5 separate regions of the Sus scrofa genome follow, and regions 2, 3, 4 and 5 are each linked to region 1. Evidence: chromatin contacts called from public Hi-C and HiChIP or PLAC-seq data. All regions are on one chromosome and are shown on one strand. Each heading gives the region's core, a stretch centred on a gene start, on an enhancer-like site or on the middle of the called end of the contact. The rest is flanking DNA. Distances are from core to core; before and after follow the strand shown.

Evidence for each region. A called contact is a pair of places that touch in the nucleus more often than the background predicts. HiChIP or PLAC-seq counts read pairs in DNA pulled down with a chosen protein or histone mark.
Region 2: a contact with region 1 is called in an H3K27ac HiChIP or PLAC-seq map of alveolar macrophages. The contact joins two enhancer-like sites. A contact is called at or near these places in 3 of 47 Hi-C or Micro-C datasets (embryonic fibroblasts, skeletal muscle and subcutaneous adipose tissue) and 1 of 2 datasets of contacts at active chromatin or transcription factors (alveolar macrophages).
Region 3: an H3K27ac HiChIP or PLAC-seq map of alveolar macrophages shows a contact between it and region 1. The contact joins two enhancer-like sites. A contact is called at or near these places in 2 of 47 Hi-C or Micro-C datasets (embryonic fibroblasts and fetal skeletal muscle) and 1 of 2 datasets of contacts at active chromatin or transcription factors (alveolar macrophages).
Region 4: an H3K27ac HiChIP or PLAC-seq map of alveolar macrophages shows a contact between it and region 1. The contact joins the promoter of FOXN2 here to the enhancer-like site in region 1. A contact is called at or near these places in 2 of 5 promoter capture datasets (fetal skeletal muscle and liver), 9 of 47 Hi-C or Micro-C datasets (alveolar macrophages, embryonic fibroblasts, fetal skeletal muscle and 5 more) and 2 of 2 datasets of contacts at active chromatin or transcription factors (alveolar macrophages and skeletal muscle).
Region 5: a contact with region 1 is called in a Hi-C map of liver, with 4 times the contacts expected there. The contact joins the promoter of FBXO11 here to the enhancer-like site in region 1. A contact is called at or near these places in 2 of 5 promoter capture datasets (fetal liver and liver), 10 of 47 Hi-C or Micro-C datasets (alveolar macrophages, brain, embryonic fibroblasts and 4 more) and 2 of 2 datasets of contacts at active chromatin or transcription factors (alveolar macrophages and skeletal muscle).

Annotation. Positions count from the first base shown.
Region 1 is chr3:92,524,024-92,526,893 of Sscrofa11.1, reverse strand. No RefSeq gene overlaps it. Among named protein-coding and RNA genes, the nearest start is that of FBXO11, 170 kb to the left of the region's middle. Within about 2 kb of position 1,408, at least 59 of the 83 cell types and tissues checked have an H3K27ac peak or open chromatin away from gene starts, as enhancers often do. A contact at or near this core is called in alveolar macrophages, brain, fetal liver and 6 more, where this site is marked.
Region 2 is chr3:92,297,999-92,300,868 of Sscrofa11.1, reverse strand. It overlaps FOXN2 (forkhead box protein N2), which reads left to right. Exons shown (of 6, transcript XM_013987898.2): 2 at 1,083-1,633. The coding sequence starts at 1,097. Among named protein-coding and RNA genes, the nearest start is that of FOXN2, 38 kb to the left of the region's middle. Within about 2 kb of position 1,513, at least 19 of the 83 cell types and tissues checked have an H3K27ac peak or open chromatin away from gene starts, as enhancers often do. A contact at or near this core is called in alveolar macrophages, skeletal muscle and subcutaneous adipose tissue, where this site is marked.
Region 3 is chr3:92,314,244-92,317,113 of Sscrofa11.1, reverse strand. All of the region lies in intron 1 of FOXN2 (forkhead box protein N2), which reads left to right. Among named protein-coding and RNA genes, the nearest start is that of FOXN2, 21 kb to the left of the region's middle. Within about 2 kb of position 1,418, at least 8 of the 83 cell types and tissues checked have an H3K27ac peak or open chromatin away from gene starts, as enhancers often do. A contact at or near this core is called in alveolar macrophages, where this site is marked.
Region 4 is chr3:92,335,638-92,338,507 of Sscrofa11.1, reverse strand. It overlaps FOXN2 (forkhead box protein N2), which reads left to right and starts at 1,391. Exons shown (of 6, transcript XM_013987898.2): 1 at 1,391-1,506.
Region 5 is chr3:92,694,907-92,697,776 of Sscrofa11.1, reverse strand. FBXO11 (F-box only protein 11) reads right to left here and starts at 1,375. Exons shown (of 23, transcript XM_003354838.5): 1 at 333-1,375. The coding sequence starts at 555.

The sequences.
Region 1 (2,870 bases), core at 159-2,658:
ATAGGACTGAAAACTTTTTTGAAAAGAGAAAACAAAGTCTGAAAGCAAAAAATAATTTTTCTTGTTCTGATAGACTTTAAAAGAAGATGGTGGGTTTTTTATTATCTTTTTTTATTCTTGTTATATCTAATGAATGGGTATTTTCATGATGAACAAATGTCATGAAAACCAGTTTATTCTCCAAATCAAGATACATCTGGTTTACCGATTGTAACATCTGTTTTTTTTTAATGGGTTGTGTTTAACTTGTAAAAATAAAATAAAATGCAATTAACATCACCCATATGCTCAATACAATGAGTAAATGACTTGTAAGTTTTAAAACTTCTAGGACTGGGTTTCTAATGTAATTACAATGGGTTGTAAAAGTGAGTGAAACTAGTTTCCCAAGGTAGGGTGTCTATTCAACATTTACTGGTATCTAAAACACTTTGGAGTAAGGCAGTAATCATCCAGGAAGAAATGACTACTGTTCAGTGACTCATCAATCCATGAATTCAGCACTAATTACAGTGCCTCAGTTTCCCTATTTTATAAAAACGAAGCTGCCACCTGCCTGCTTCTCTGGAGTGTTTGAAAAAAGCCCAAGGAGATAATAGTCCGTGTGTTTTGAAAATACAAAATACATTATAAATGCTAAGTAATAATACAATAATAACAGGGAGTCTTTAATAACAGGGGTCCTTTAATAATACTCATCAAGCATAATAACATTACTAACTAGTAGGAACAAGACTGTCTTCTTAATCATTAGTTTGTATCATGGGAAATTGGTTGGGGTTTGGCACCTCATTCAGGTTGGTTTTGGTGCCTCAGGAGGAAGAAGAGCTCCTTAATAAGGCTGGTCTCTCCAACTAACTGTTGGCTGTCTTTAGGAAGAGGCATGCATGCAATTAGCCGAGGAGGGGGCAGATGCCTCTGAGTTCAACTCCTATGCCCAGGGAACACGATTTAAAAATTTCCATTCCTAGCTGGTCAGGGGAAAGAAGGAAAGGTACTTTGGGGATCCAAGAAAGTTGCCAGCAGGCTAGCCCTAGCCAGTCGCCCAGTGTGGCCACCCAATCCTGCCACAAGATGGCGACAATCCAGCTGGAAACACCTGCCTGAGCTGGCCACGTGGGTTTCCAGACTGGAAGGACTTCCTCCCTCAGACACAAAGAAGGGATCGTTTGGATACTCACAGAGCTGGGATTGCGAACCTTCCTGAGACAAAGTCGGCCAGGGGAAGAAGTAGGCGGCTTCCTTCTCACCCCCGTGAGCTTCAACTTCATGGGGCTGAAAAGCTTGAGGGGAATATGTGCAAAAGCACCCCGAGAAATTCCAGGTTTTAACCCCTCCCTCTGCATAGAGCCCGGATAGACACTTCCTGGACCGGCGACATTCCAGGGATTCCGGCAGGGAGAGCGGGTGCTTCCCCGGGTGGGGTGCGTCCAACCCAGCGGTGCTCTGGTCCTCCCCTGCGTGGGACCGGCTGAGCAAGCCGCTGAGACTGGGGATGGGCTGAACAAATCTCATCCACCCCGCCCCTGGGACCCCAGTGCTTTTAACAGCTTGGAACCTCAGACTTGAGGAGGGCTGGAGAGGGCTGTGCTCCTAAGCTCTAAATCAGGACAGCACCCACAAAGGCGCTCCCTCCTCTTTTCGCACATTTTGCCTGGGAAAAGGTCTACAGGCCTTCCGGGCTTGGGGGAGGGGGTGCTCTTTGTTTTCTTTTCTTTTGTTTCGTTTTGAATACAAGGAACCCACCACACCCACGTTTGTCTCAGTCAGAAGTAAACTTGCTTTGAAACAGAGTTATTAGGAAATACATAGATTCCCACCTCTAAGTCACAGGGTGAAGTTCCAAATGTGGTGTTTGGAACCCTCCTGGGTTGAGCAGAGCCTGGGCCTGGTTAGCCAGGCCTCCATCTTCTAACCCTTGGCCTTACCGTGGCAGCCCAGGGCTGATTCCCTGCTTCTCCAGCCAGGGTCTTTGGCCAGCACTAGGGAGCAGGCAAGGGAAACTCAGAACAGCAGGTGTCAACTGCCCCAGCCTCCCCTCGGTTAGCTACTTATCTGCCCACCCTTCTGGGCTGTGGATTGGGAGTAATAGTAAGAGTGAGCATTGTCTGAACATGTACCACAAATGATTGATTACCATTTCAAAGCCTTACACACTATCATTATCTCCTTTTACCATGGAGAAATCAAAGGCTTAGAGATGAGTAATTTGCCCAAGGCCACACAACTCTTAAATAGTCAAGCAGGGAGCTGAATCCAGATCTACATTTCTCCAAAGCACCAAAGTACCTCCTTAGGTAGCTCTCACTGCACCACTGGGAGACAGCTGGGTCAAGTATAAAGAAAGACATACTTGGTGCTATGATTGTACTTACACACTGTGGGTGGGGTGGGGAAGACCAAGGATATTTTAGACTCCTCTTGCCTTTGAATGTGTGCTGGAGAACTGGGTTAGCTTGGCCTGCCTTCTTTCTTCCCTTCCACAATTGTTTACTGAGTGCATGTTATATACCAAGAACTTGCCTAGGCACTGAAATATTGCAGGGGACAAGGCAGATGACACAGACTATGTGATCTTTTGATCTTTGGTGTGTCCTTTAATGTACTACTTTTTTTTTTTTTTTTTTTTTTTTTTTAAGGGCCACACTCATGACACATGGAGGTTCCCAGGCTAGGGGTCGAATCCAAGCTACAACTCCTAGCCTACACTACAGCCATAGCAACAGAGGATTGGAGCCATGTCTGTGACCTACACCACTTCTCACAGCAACGCAGGATCCTTAACCCACTGATCAAGGCCAGGGATCGAACCTGAATTCTCATGGATACTAGTCAGATTTGATTCTGCTGCGCCACAACAGAAACACCTA
Region 2 (2,870 bases), core at 264-2,763, 230 kb after region 1:
TGTGATAAGATTTTTGAATTGAAGTGTGTTTAAAAGCAAAACAAAAGTCATTGAGAAAATTGAAATAAAAAAGCATGGCTTAGAAAAAAGCTTTTCCTCTCTCCCCTTGAAAATACAATGATGGTTCAAACTTGACTAAGAGAATGTCAGCCTTTCACTATCAGTACTTGATGAGATAATAAGGAAGAGAGAGCTAAAAGTACTGCAGTTTATGAGTTCCCATCTTGGTGCAGCAGAAATGAATCCAACTAGGAAACGTGAGGTTGCGGGTTCGATCCCTGGCCTTGCTCAGTGGGTTAAGGATCCAGCGTTGCTATGAGCTGTGGTGTAGGTTGCAGACGGGACTTAGATCTCATGTTGCTGTGGCTGTGGTATAGGCCTGCAGCTGTAGCTCCAATTAGATCCCTAGCCTGGGAACCTCCATGTGCTGTGGGTGCAGCCCTAAAAAGACAAAAGACAAAAAATTTTTAAAAGATGCAGTTTAAAATTAAGTAATAAATTTATAGTAAATATATTTTTCCTGATAATGAATTTAGTGGTTAAGAAATGTTATCTTTTTCATATGATACACTATAAAATATTAGAAATTATTTCTTTATAGTAAAAGTATTTCAAATTTTAGGAAAGGGTTTATTTGGAATTATTGGTTAAACTTTATTTTAAATCTGGTTTTTGTCTGTATTGAGCCATATGTATGGCTATTACAGTGAAGTCATAGATCCTTAAGACAAGTAGTACATAGTTGTATAATTCAGAGAAATCGTTCATTGTTAGTAATAACAGCCATTACTTATTAGGCAGTTACTATGGACTAGGATTCTTGTTAAGTATTCAAAATACATTATTTAATTTTGTTAATATCCCTTGTACATATTGTGCTATAATGCTGCATTTTATTTAGTCATTTTTACAGAATATGAATATGTATTGTAAACTTTAGTGTCTGTTTTATCAATATTGTGTTTAAATATTGATTGCAAAATTTCTCTGATTTGGGGATATTTAAATATGCATTTCCTTTTTCCATGAGTTTATGAATCTTGAGTATTACATTGATTGAGAATTGTTTTCTTTTGTTGCAGAGTTGTAAGAGTAAATGGGTCCAGTAATTGGAATGACTCCAGAAAAGAGAGCTGAAACCCCAGGAGCTGAAAAGATTGCAGGACTGAGCCAGATTTACAAAATGGGAAGCTTGCCTGAAGCTGTTGATGCTGCCAGGCCAAAGGCTACTCTAGTGGACAGTGAGTCAGCAGATGATGAACTCACAAACTTGAACTGGCTTCATGAAAGTACTAATCTCCTAACAAACTTCACCTTTGGAAGTGAGGGTCTTCCAGTTGTTAGTCCATTGTATGACATAGAGGGAGATGATGTGCCATCCTTAGGACCAACATGCTATCAGAACCCAGAAAAAAAATCAGCAACTTCAAAGCCCCCATACTCCTTTAGTCTTCTCATTTATATGGCCATTGAACACTCTCCAAATAAATGTTTGCCTGTCAAAGAAATTTATAGCTGGATTCTGAACCGCTTCCCATATTTTGCAACTGCACCAACAGGCTGGAAGAATTCTGTTCGACATAATCTGTCTCTGAATAAGTGTTTTCAGAAAGTGGAAAGAAGCCATGGCAAGGTCAGTATTTATGAACATGTTAGGGATATTTGGGGAGAATTAACAGAGATCTTAAAATACAGGAAATCAAAGGAAGATGAAAAATATTCAAGTCACATTACTTCAGCTTGAGCTTAATTATATTCACCATTTGCTTGCACTTAAGATGTTTTTAAATTTCTTCAGTACTGATATAAACCTGGCAGAACTATATTCAGTCTACTATAGGTACATAAATTAGTTTTTTTAATGTTCCAACTTTCTATTCTTAGTTTCTGTAGTGTTCCTGTCACTATACTTATATTATTCTTATTTATTCAACATGACAGTCTCTGCCTTATAATTGGAATGTACTTGATATGGCTAGATTTAAATCTATCATTGCTACTAGTTTTCTTTCTTTTTTTTTTCTTTTTACGGCCATACCTGTGGCACATGGAAGTTCCCTGGCTCAGAGGTCGAATCAGAGCTGCAGCTGCCAGCCTACACCACAACCATAGCAACACCAGTTCTGAGCTGCAACTGTAACCTATGCTGCATCTTGCCAAAATGCTGGATCCTTAACCTACTGAGCAAGGCCAGGAATTGAACCCACATCTTCATGGACAGACATTACTTTCAGTTCTTAACCCACTGAATCACAACAGGAATTCCTACTTGTTTTCTATTTGCTGTATCTGTTCTTTTTCCCTTTTTTAACTTTCCCTGCCTGTTTGTCAATTGAGTATTTTTTATGATTCAGTTTTCTCTCTTCTAATGGCTTATTAGCTATTCCCTTTTCTTTTTTCTTTTCTTTTTAGTGGTTGCTCTACAGCTTTCAGTTTTTAATTTATTACAGTCTACCTTCAAATAATATTATTTCACTTATTATTTGGCCTTTTACAGAAAAAGTTGACTGATCCTGTTGCCCTATCTGGATTAATTGCTTTTTCCCAGAGAAGTTCATTTGACATTTCTTGTAGTTCAGGTCTACTAGCAATGGATTTTTTTTTTAAACCTTTTTGTGGGGGATGGGTATAGAATTATAGGTTGATAGTTATTGTTTTTTTTAAGTACTTCAAAGACATTATTCTCTTCTGCCTTGCATAGTTTCTGGTGAAACGTCTGCTGCCATTCTTTGTTCTTCTGTCTATAATGTTTTGTTTTTACTATCTGTCTAAAAGATTTTTCTTTTTATCACTACTTTGCAGAAGTTTGACTGCGATGTGCTTAGGTGTATTTTCCTTTATTTTTATCCTGCTTTGTTTTTTCAGAGATT
Region 3 (2,870 bases), core at 169-2,668, 210 kb after region 1:
AATTTGAAAAGCACTTTTAAAAAGTATTAAACACATTAATAGAATTTAATTAATTGCAATTATTCCTTATTTCCTATGGATTTATATTACTAAGGTTTACATTAAAATTTTACTGGACTGAGTTGAGAATTGCTGACTAGAATTACTGGACCAAGAGCCTGATTTGTTGTTAAATAAATTATATATATATGAGTGGTGTGTGTGTTTTGGCCACTCCTGCCACATAGAAGTTCCCCAGCCAGGGACTGAATATGAGACACAGATGCCACCCCTGCCATAGCTGCAGCAATGCCAGATCCTTTAACCCACTGCAGCTGGACCAGGGTTTGAACCCATACCTCTGCAGCAGCTGCAGTTGGAGTCTTAACTGACTGTGCCACAGCAGGAACTCCCATAAGTCTATATTTTTATTTATTTAGCTTTTTAGGGTTGCACCTGCGGCATATGGTAGTTCCTAGGCTGGGGTCAATCAGAGCTACAGCTGCCAGCCTGCACCACAGTAATGCGGAATCCAAGCTGCCTCTGAAAACTACACCACAGCTTAACGGCAGTGCTGGATTCCCGACCCACAGAGCACGGCCAGGGATCGAATCTGCATCCTCATGAATGCTAGTCGGATTTGTTTCCTCTGTGCCTTAATGGGAACTCCAGTCTGTATTTTTAAAGTACTGTAGGAGTTTCCATTGTGGCTCAGCAGATTCCAGCTAGTATCCATGAGGATGCAGGTTTGATCTCTGGCCTTGATCAGTGGGCTGATGGTCCCGAATTTGGATCTGGTCAGGAGCTGCAGCTCTGGTTCTCACCCTAGCTTGGAACCTGCATATGCTGCAGGTGTGTCCCTAAAAATAAATAAATGAATAAATAAGTAAATTAAATACTGTAGATACTATCCTGAAATTACTTACTTACAATGTAAGTAATATTTTGAAAATTGTTATTTTGAACATTGTGACTTGATAAGAATTCTGTAGATCCAAGATAGTAGATTCTGAACTAGTTGGAATCAAATAAATAAAACTATATATAGATATTTATAATCCTGTCCTGTTTTGAGTGTAGCATTATATTTGCAACTGTATCTTTTTGTTACTGAGAATGTCATTAGCCACTGAAAACTCAACATATTTTAAACAGAGATACTGTAGTTATTTACTTCACTTTTTTTTATAAATTCTTTTTTGTGTGTGTTAGAATGTTAGCATCAGACAGAGATGTTAAAAGGCACTTAGACCCTTTTGGAGCCATTAATAACAAAATACTAAAAAAGAGTTTTTTAAAATTTATATGGTTTAAATTCTTTTATGTTATTAAACTAGAAAGATTTGAAGAAAAGTTCTGTCATGTAGCATGATTGGTAAAAGAATTGACATAACATAATAAGTGAAGTTCATGGAAACAGAATAAGGAAGTGAAGGTGGCTATTGCAGCTCTTCTGAGAAGTGCTAATTTTAGTTGACTACCTTACAAGAGTGTGTCATTGGTCATAGGAAGATTCGTCCTTAATACTAGATTTTTTTTCTTTTTTTTAGTTTCCAAACTTCAAAACATATAAAGTATTGGAGTTCCTTTGTGGCACAGTGGGTCCACCATTGTCACTGCAGCAGCTTGGATTGCTGCTGTGGCGCAGGTTCAGCCCTGGCCCAGGAACTTCAACATGCTGCGGTCCTAGCCAAAAAATAAAGCTTTGTTACTGATTTTATACCCTAGTTTTTCTGTATTTGAGAGATATAACATTTAGAAATCTACTACTTTAGGAAGAAGGCTAATAAAAATTTCTTAAATTAATAGCAGTAATAATTTCCATCTCTATAACTAGTATTCATTGTGTACTTTCTATCTTCATTCTGAGTGCTTTATATTCTCATTTAATTGGTACTAACAGTCTTATGAAAGTAGGCACTATTAGATTTATAAATTGATATGGCTTAGAGTCTGTTGAGTGGCAGAGCTGGAATTTGAACCCAGGCAATATCTTATGCTCTTTAACTCTCTGCTTCACCACTGCCAGAATTAATTATAAGATTAAGAATAATAATTTAGATTTTACTTTTGTGACTTTTTTATAGTATGAAATTGCTTTATCTTCCACAATTTTAACTTCAAATACACTGCCTTCTCAGTTTCTGTTCCATATCTTCTTCTTTTTTTTTTTTTTTTTTTCTTTTTATGGCCACACCTACAGCATTTGAAAGTTCCTGGCCTATGGCTGGAATCAGAGCTGCAGCTTCATGCCTGTACCACAGCCATAGCAACACTGGATCCAAGCCCCATCTGCAGCCTGCCAGATCCTTAACCCACTGAGCAAGGGCAGGGATGAAACCTGCATCCTCACAGAGACAATGTCAGTTCTTAACTTGCTGAGCTACAGAGGGAACTCCTGTATCTTCTAGTGTTACATATATTAATTCCTTTCTCAATAGAGAAGTCTTTCATTTCATAGTTGTGTACTATTTTAACATAGTTGTGTACTATTTTAACTGTGACAACAGAGCCATGAGTGTGGTAGGAGTAAAAGATTTCTTCTTGAAGAGTCTTGGAAAAGGACCAGGAGAGATTATTCTGAATAGTATATATCTCTCATACTTTTCTTTATCTTTTATTCATATTAGGCATAGAGATATTATAATCTAATATAGCTAATAAGTTAGCTTTGGAATATATTTTAAATTCCTATTTACATTTAGATACTTATTAGAATTCATAATGTAATACATTTTCTGTTTAACAGGAGATTACTTACTCTGTATCCTCAACTATTAACCACAGTTAGACAAAAAGGGACTCCTAAGTAGTTGAGGGAAAAAATTACAAAGTTGATGCATTAAATTCATGCATGTCAAGGCGAACTCTTTAACCTTATCAGATTTTAC
Region 4 (2,870 bases), core at 142-2,641, 190 kb after region 1:
TCCCAGGCTAGGGCTCAAATCAGAGCTGTAGATGCTGGCCTATGCCAGAGCCATAGCAAAGTGGATCCAAGCTGCATCTTTGACCTACACCAAAGCTCCCAGCAATGCCGGATCATTGACCCACTGAGCAAAGCCAGGCATTGAACCTCACGGATACTATTCAGGTTCATTAATGTCTGAGCCACAGAGGGAAATCCTGTGGTCTCTTACTCTGAATGCACCTATGGATTGTCCTCCAGGACAGTGTAATAAAAAACAAATGGAAGTGGTAGATGACTTTGGACAATCATGTAGACATGGTGTTTTCATCTGTGGAATGAGAGGGTCAACCACTTCCATTTTTGTTACTGTATACTGTTAACACCTATAATTCTTTGGTGTCTGTGTCATCCTTACAGCTTAATTTGTTTCATTATCAGTAGGCATCTTGTTTCATATTCTGCTCACTTTATACTTAGAGCCTGGCACATAAACAGTTAACATTCATTGTTCTGGAAGGAAATGAACTTCTGTTAGCACCTACCTAGCATGCCTCAATCACTGTCCAGGTCTCTCTCACATACCCTTAAAAAAATTCATTCAAACACATTTGTGAGAAAAGCATCATTACTCTAGTTTTTGAAGATGTGGATATAGGAATTCAGATATTTAATTATCAGGGTCAAAATGACAATGTAAAATGGAGTCTTAGTTTTGTCCGCCTCAGTTTCTCTATCTGTAAAGTGGGAATTAGTAAGAATTAGAATAGCGTTGGTGGATTTAGCAAACAAAACAAAACTGGAAGGTATATACCAAAGGGAACATTCTTATGCTAAAAAGCTATTCCACATTTGCCTGAAATTCAGATTTAACGGGGGTCGCCTGTGTTTTATGTGGCAATGTGTCTCAGCATTATGATTATGACAATGCACGTAAAGAACTTAGCCCTGTACCTAGCACTCTGTGAGAGGTCAGTAAATGCTATGCTTATTAAATTTTGAATCTTATACCAAAATCTTTTTTTTTTTTTTTTTGTCTCACACACGTTAACTTTAATCGCCACATAAAATTTCAGTCAAGCGCGGGTGATACGACTTTAAGTGTCTATTAATGCTTTACCGTTCGTAAAGCGCTTTCAAAGCCTGGTCAATGGCGGAAAGCTCTTGAAGAAACCCACTGAAGCTCGCGCTGTTGCGGTCGTCGCTACAGTCCCACCGCAGCCTCCGCGGGTCGCCCCAGCCAGACCGCCACGCTCGTCCCGCCTCATCTCGCCCCGCCCCCACACCACCTCGGCCACTCAGCAGTCGCGCCGCGCACTGCTGCACTCCTATAGGTCCTTCCGGGACGGGCGAGGCCTTTCCATTTTCCCGCCTTCCCCAGCCCTTCCTCAGCCCGAAACCCGACTGGCCCACAACGTCTCCGCCCTGCCTTCCGTGCGAGCCCCGCCCTTCCGGACACCGCATCTACCCCCTTTTCCTCTCCCACCCGCAGTTCTGGGCAGCCAGCCGGTCCCGGACCGGCCCTTCGGTAGGAAGTGGGAGGGGACAGGGAGAGACTGGTGGAACCCCCTCCCTAGGGGTCGCTGGAGGCGGGGACCAGAGGGAGGGGCGGGGCTAATCTCCTTGGCGCCGCGTTGCCATAGCAGCGGGGGAGGGTAGAGGGAGGGGGAGGAAGCGAGCGGGAGGGGGGATGTGGTACTGCCGCTGCTGCCACCGCAGCTGCTGCTGCCTTCTCGCCGCGTCTTCCCGGAGGCGGCTGCTGGAAGCCGCCGGGAGCAGCTGCGGTTCTCTGCCATATTGTGTCTTCCCCTGCCTGTCCCTCGCCTCTCCGCTGCCGCGGCCGAGCTGATGGTGAGTCCCAGGCGGAGCGTAGCCCTCCCCAGCCGGCGCCGCCCGGCGTTCGCGCTCCCCGCGCGGACTCGCGGAGCCGCTCCCGGGCGTGGAGGCAGCGCGTGCGGCAGGCGCCGGGTGTGGGGCGCGGAGGCGGCTGTCCCGTGACGCGTCCGGACATTTTTGTCCGGGGAGGAATTGGCGCCGGCGCAGAGTTCTCTCTTGCGTGCGGCTTGGGTTGTGTGGGCTCCCGGGGGGTGGTGAACTGAGGGGGTGCGGCTCCGTGAGGAGTTAGTTTTTCCTGAGTGGTAATGATCGCCCGGGAGGGGTGCCGGCTGTTCGGAAAGGCTCGGAGTTGGCTCTGAGGAAGCTTAAGGCTCGACTCAGGGCCAGTTATTAGAGGAAGCGCCCCAAACCCGCCGAGAGTCTTTGCAACACCCCCTCCCCCGGCTTGAAGTGCAGCGAGACGTGCCAGGCGTGGGGTCCTGTCCGGGACCGGGCAGACTGGCTGGGCCCGGCCAAATAGTGGCCGGGGAGGCGCCGGGCGCGGCCGGGAATGAACTTCGAGCAGTGGGGCGACCGGGCGTTGGAGTGGGCAGGGGCGGGTCCCGGATGTGGGGGTGGCCGAGCTCGGCACCCTCTGGCCACTCCTTCAGCAGGCGCCCCCGGGGCCTCTGAGGGGGGCCGTTTTGGTAGGGTGGGAGTTAGTGTTTTTGCGCAGCAATATGGACACTTCCTGTTCGCGGCTTCTCTTGGCCCGGTGGTTATCTCTGCCCTTAAGTCCTCTTTCCTGGGAAGGTGAGAGGTCGTGAGGGCGTGTGTGAGATAGTTCAGCTTTTTGAGTTCTCCCCACCGCAGCATCCGCGAGTCTGGAACCCGGGAGGACGGTGGGAGTCAGGGGACCGCGGCCCATGTGCGTTGTGTTCCATTTTACTCAGTTCCACCCCTTTGCCTCTTTGAGGAATGCCTCAGTTCCCATCGCAACTCATGGGAGTCGGAGTGTCTTAATTCATTGGGAACACACTCTCGGGATCTTGTTGGACTTGATTTCTGCTTTAAAAT
Region 5 (2,870 bases), core at 126-2,625, 170 kb before region 1:
TTCCCCCCACCCACCAACAGACTCCTGCGAGGTTCGTGAGCGAGCGGAGAAGCCAGAGGGATGGGTGGGGAGAGAGGGTACCGAGTCCCCGAAACCAAACAAAGCGCGGCCTGAGCTAGAGCCGGAGCGAGTGGGGAAGCCACGGCTTTTCCTGCCGGCCGGGGCCCCGGCCGGGCTGACACTGCGGCAACGGGGGACCCGCCTCCACTCAGCCTCCGGCTCCCACCCTCGGGCGCACAGGCCGCCCCCGCCCGCCCTGGCCTCCCTCCCCGCGGGTCCCGGCCGGTCGGGCGCCCAAGCCGGCGGGAGGCAGGGAGAGAGCGCGGCCTTACCCCGCTCGCCGGCGTTGTTCCGCTCCTGGGGCAGCGGCGGAGGCGGCGGTGGTGGCGGCGGAGGCTGCTGCTGCTGCTGCTGCGGCGGCGGCGGAGGCTGCTGCTGCGGCGGCTGCTGGGGCGGCTGCGGCGGCGGCTGCTGCGGGGGCTGCTGCTGCTGCTGCACCGGGCGCGGCCGCGACACTCGCCTGGGTCTCCGGTTGGCGGCTCGGACGGAGTTCATTTGCCGGGCTGAGGTGGCGGCTTTGGCGGAGGGACACACACACACACGCACACGCACCGCGAGCTCCGGAGTAGGAGAAGGGGGTGGGGAGAGGGGAGGAGGAAGGAAAGGGGGAGAGGGGAAGGGGAGACGGTAAGGGCGGAGGGGCGAGCGAGACCCCTAGTCAAGAGAAAGGCCCGTGGAGACAGACAGAGACCGAGCGAGGCCGGGCGGGCGGGCCTGACGCACGGGGAAGGCCGAGGCCGCCGGGCGGGGCGGCCGCGAGGGACGGAGACAGAAAGACGGGCAGAGGGAGAGAAAGAAAGAAAGGGCGTCTGCCCGCCTGGGGATCCCGAGGCGAAGCGCGGCGTCGGCGGCAGAGGAGACAGACCCCGGTCCCGCCGACTCCCGAGCGGCGTCTCCGGCGGCGGGGGGGAGTGGGCGGGCGGGCGAGGAAGGGAGAAGGAGGAGAAGAGAAGGAGAGAAGGGAGGGAGGGAGCAGGGGGCGCCCGGCTCTTTTTTTCCCTCTTCCTCCCCCCCGCACCCCCTGAAAGAGATTTCTGAGAGGAATTTTTTCTCTTTCTTCGGCCTCTTCTCTCTCCTCCCCCCCTTCTCTCCTCGGCGAAGGGGAAATGAGTATGAAGGGAGGAGATAGGGGGAAAAAGAGGCGTCGTCGTTCCTCCTCCTTAAAGGAACCTTTCCTCCTCCTCCTCTTCAGCCCCGTCGCCGTTGCTTCTGCTGCTGCTCCGTGGCAGGAGGAGCCATTGACACCGCCGGAGCCACCTCTCGCCCAGTCGGTCCCTCCCCGCCGCGGGGCTGGCCGGGGGCGCAGGGGAGGGCCGCGGGGCGGCGGGGGGAGGGGCGAATGGGCGGGGAAGAAGAGAGGAGGGGATTCCGGCCAAGCAGCCAATGGGAGGCGTTCATACAACCTTCGGCCCAATGGGGCTTCCGCTCTTATCGCCAAGTCCCTTCCTTCAACGCCCTGTTTCCTCTCTCGGGTTTCTCCCTCCCCCGCCAAGGAGGGGGAAGGAGGAAAGGGGGAGTGTGGCGGGGCGGGTGATAATGGGGAGGTATCAGGGCATATAATAGAGCGGGGGGTGGGCGAAGAGAGCGTTAGTGCGTAGCGACGATTCTAGGAGAGGAGGTGCTGGGAGGAAAGGGCGGGGGCTGCTGATGTAATGGGGAGAAGTGATTAATCCTTCGGTTCGCTGTTTCAGCCTATCCCCCCTTTCCTTCACCCGATTTTTTAAGCGGAAAAAAAAAAAAAAAGTGGAGCAAGGTAGCCAATCTTTGATAATTTAGGCTTCTTGTGGTAGGTAGGTTCAAAGTCTGAGCTGTAGGGAGCGCTAGAGATTCTGTGCCCTTTAGTCAAGCTGAGGGTATTTGAGAACCTTGGAGATCCACTTTACCGATCTTTAAGCTTGGTAACCGAAGTTTGGAGTCGGTTCCCAGTCGTAGTATAATAGGAGTCATCAAGATCTTGAAAAGGTGTGGTCAATACGTAATAGGTAAGGTATTACCAAAAAGGTAAATTTACTTTTGGGCAGTGTGGTCAATATAATATTTGGGAAAATAATATGTGAGAAGAAGAGAGAAGTAAAAGTGTTGAGGTTGTAATTGTGTGTGTATGTGTGTAGATCTCACAAACGCAAAGCAAAAGAAAAAAACCCAGGGGGAATTATCTTTTGTGTCTGTATCTGGTCCCCTCAGCATAATCTCTCCCCAAGGAAAATGCGTTTTTATTCCCTTGCTGCTGTTGTAAAGACTAAAAAGATACCCTTTCTCAATTCTCTTCTTTCTCTTTTGTTTATCATTGACTGGCTATGGTAAAACTGGCAGTTTACCTGATTCCCTTCTTTTCAGGCCTTTGGGTGATTTTTTCATTTGAGTTTGATCAGTTGCTGTCTTAGGTTTGAGATAGATGACTGTGTTACAAAGTACATAAGGGAAGTAAAGGTGACTGGGGAGAGTGGATTTGGGGAGGCAGGAGAGAGCCGGGAGAGGCAGTATCGTGTAGGATATTTGAGTCTCTGATTTTGATATGTGCCTCCAGGCATCTTTCTAGGTATCAGGGTCGCCTCACCTTTTTTTTTTTTAATTTAAAAAATTTTTGTCTTTTCTAGGGCCGCACCCGCTGCATATGGAGGTCCCCAGGCTAGGGTCCAGTCGGAGCTACAGCTGCTGGCCTAGCCACAGCCACACCGACTCTGGATTGGAGCAGCGTCTGCGACCTAATCCGCAGCTCACAACAATGCCAGATTCTCAACCCACTGAGCGAGGCCACGGCTTGAACCCACAACCTCAAGGTTCCTAGTTGGATTTGTTAACCACTGAGC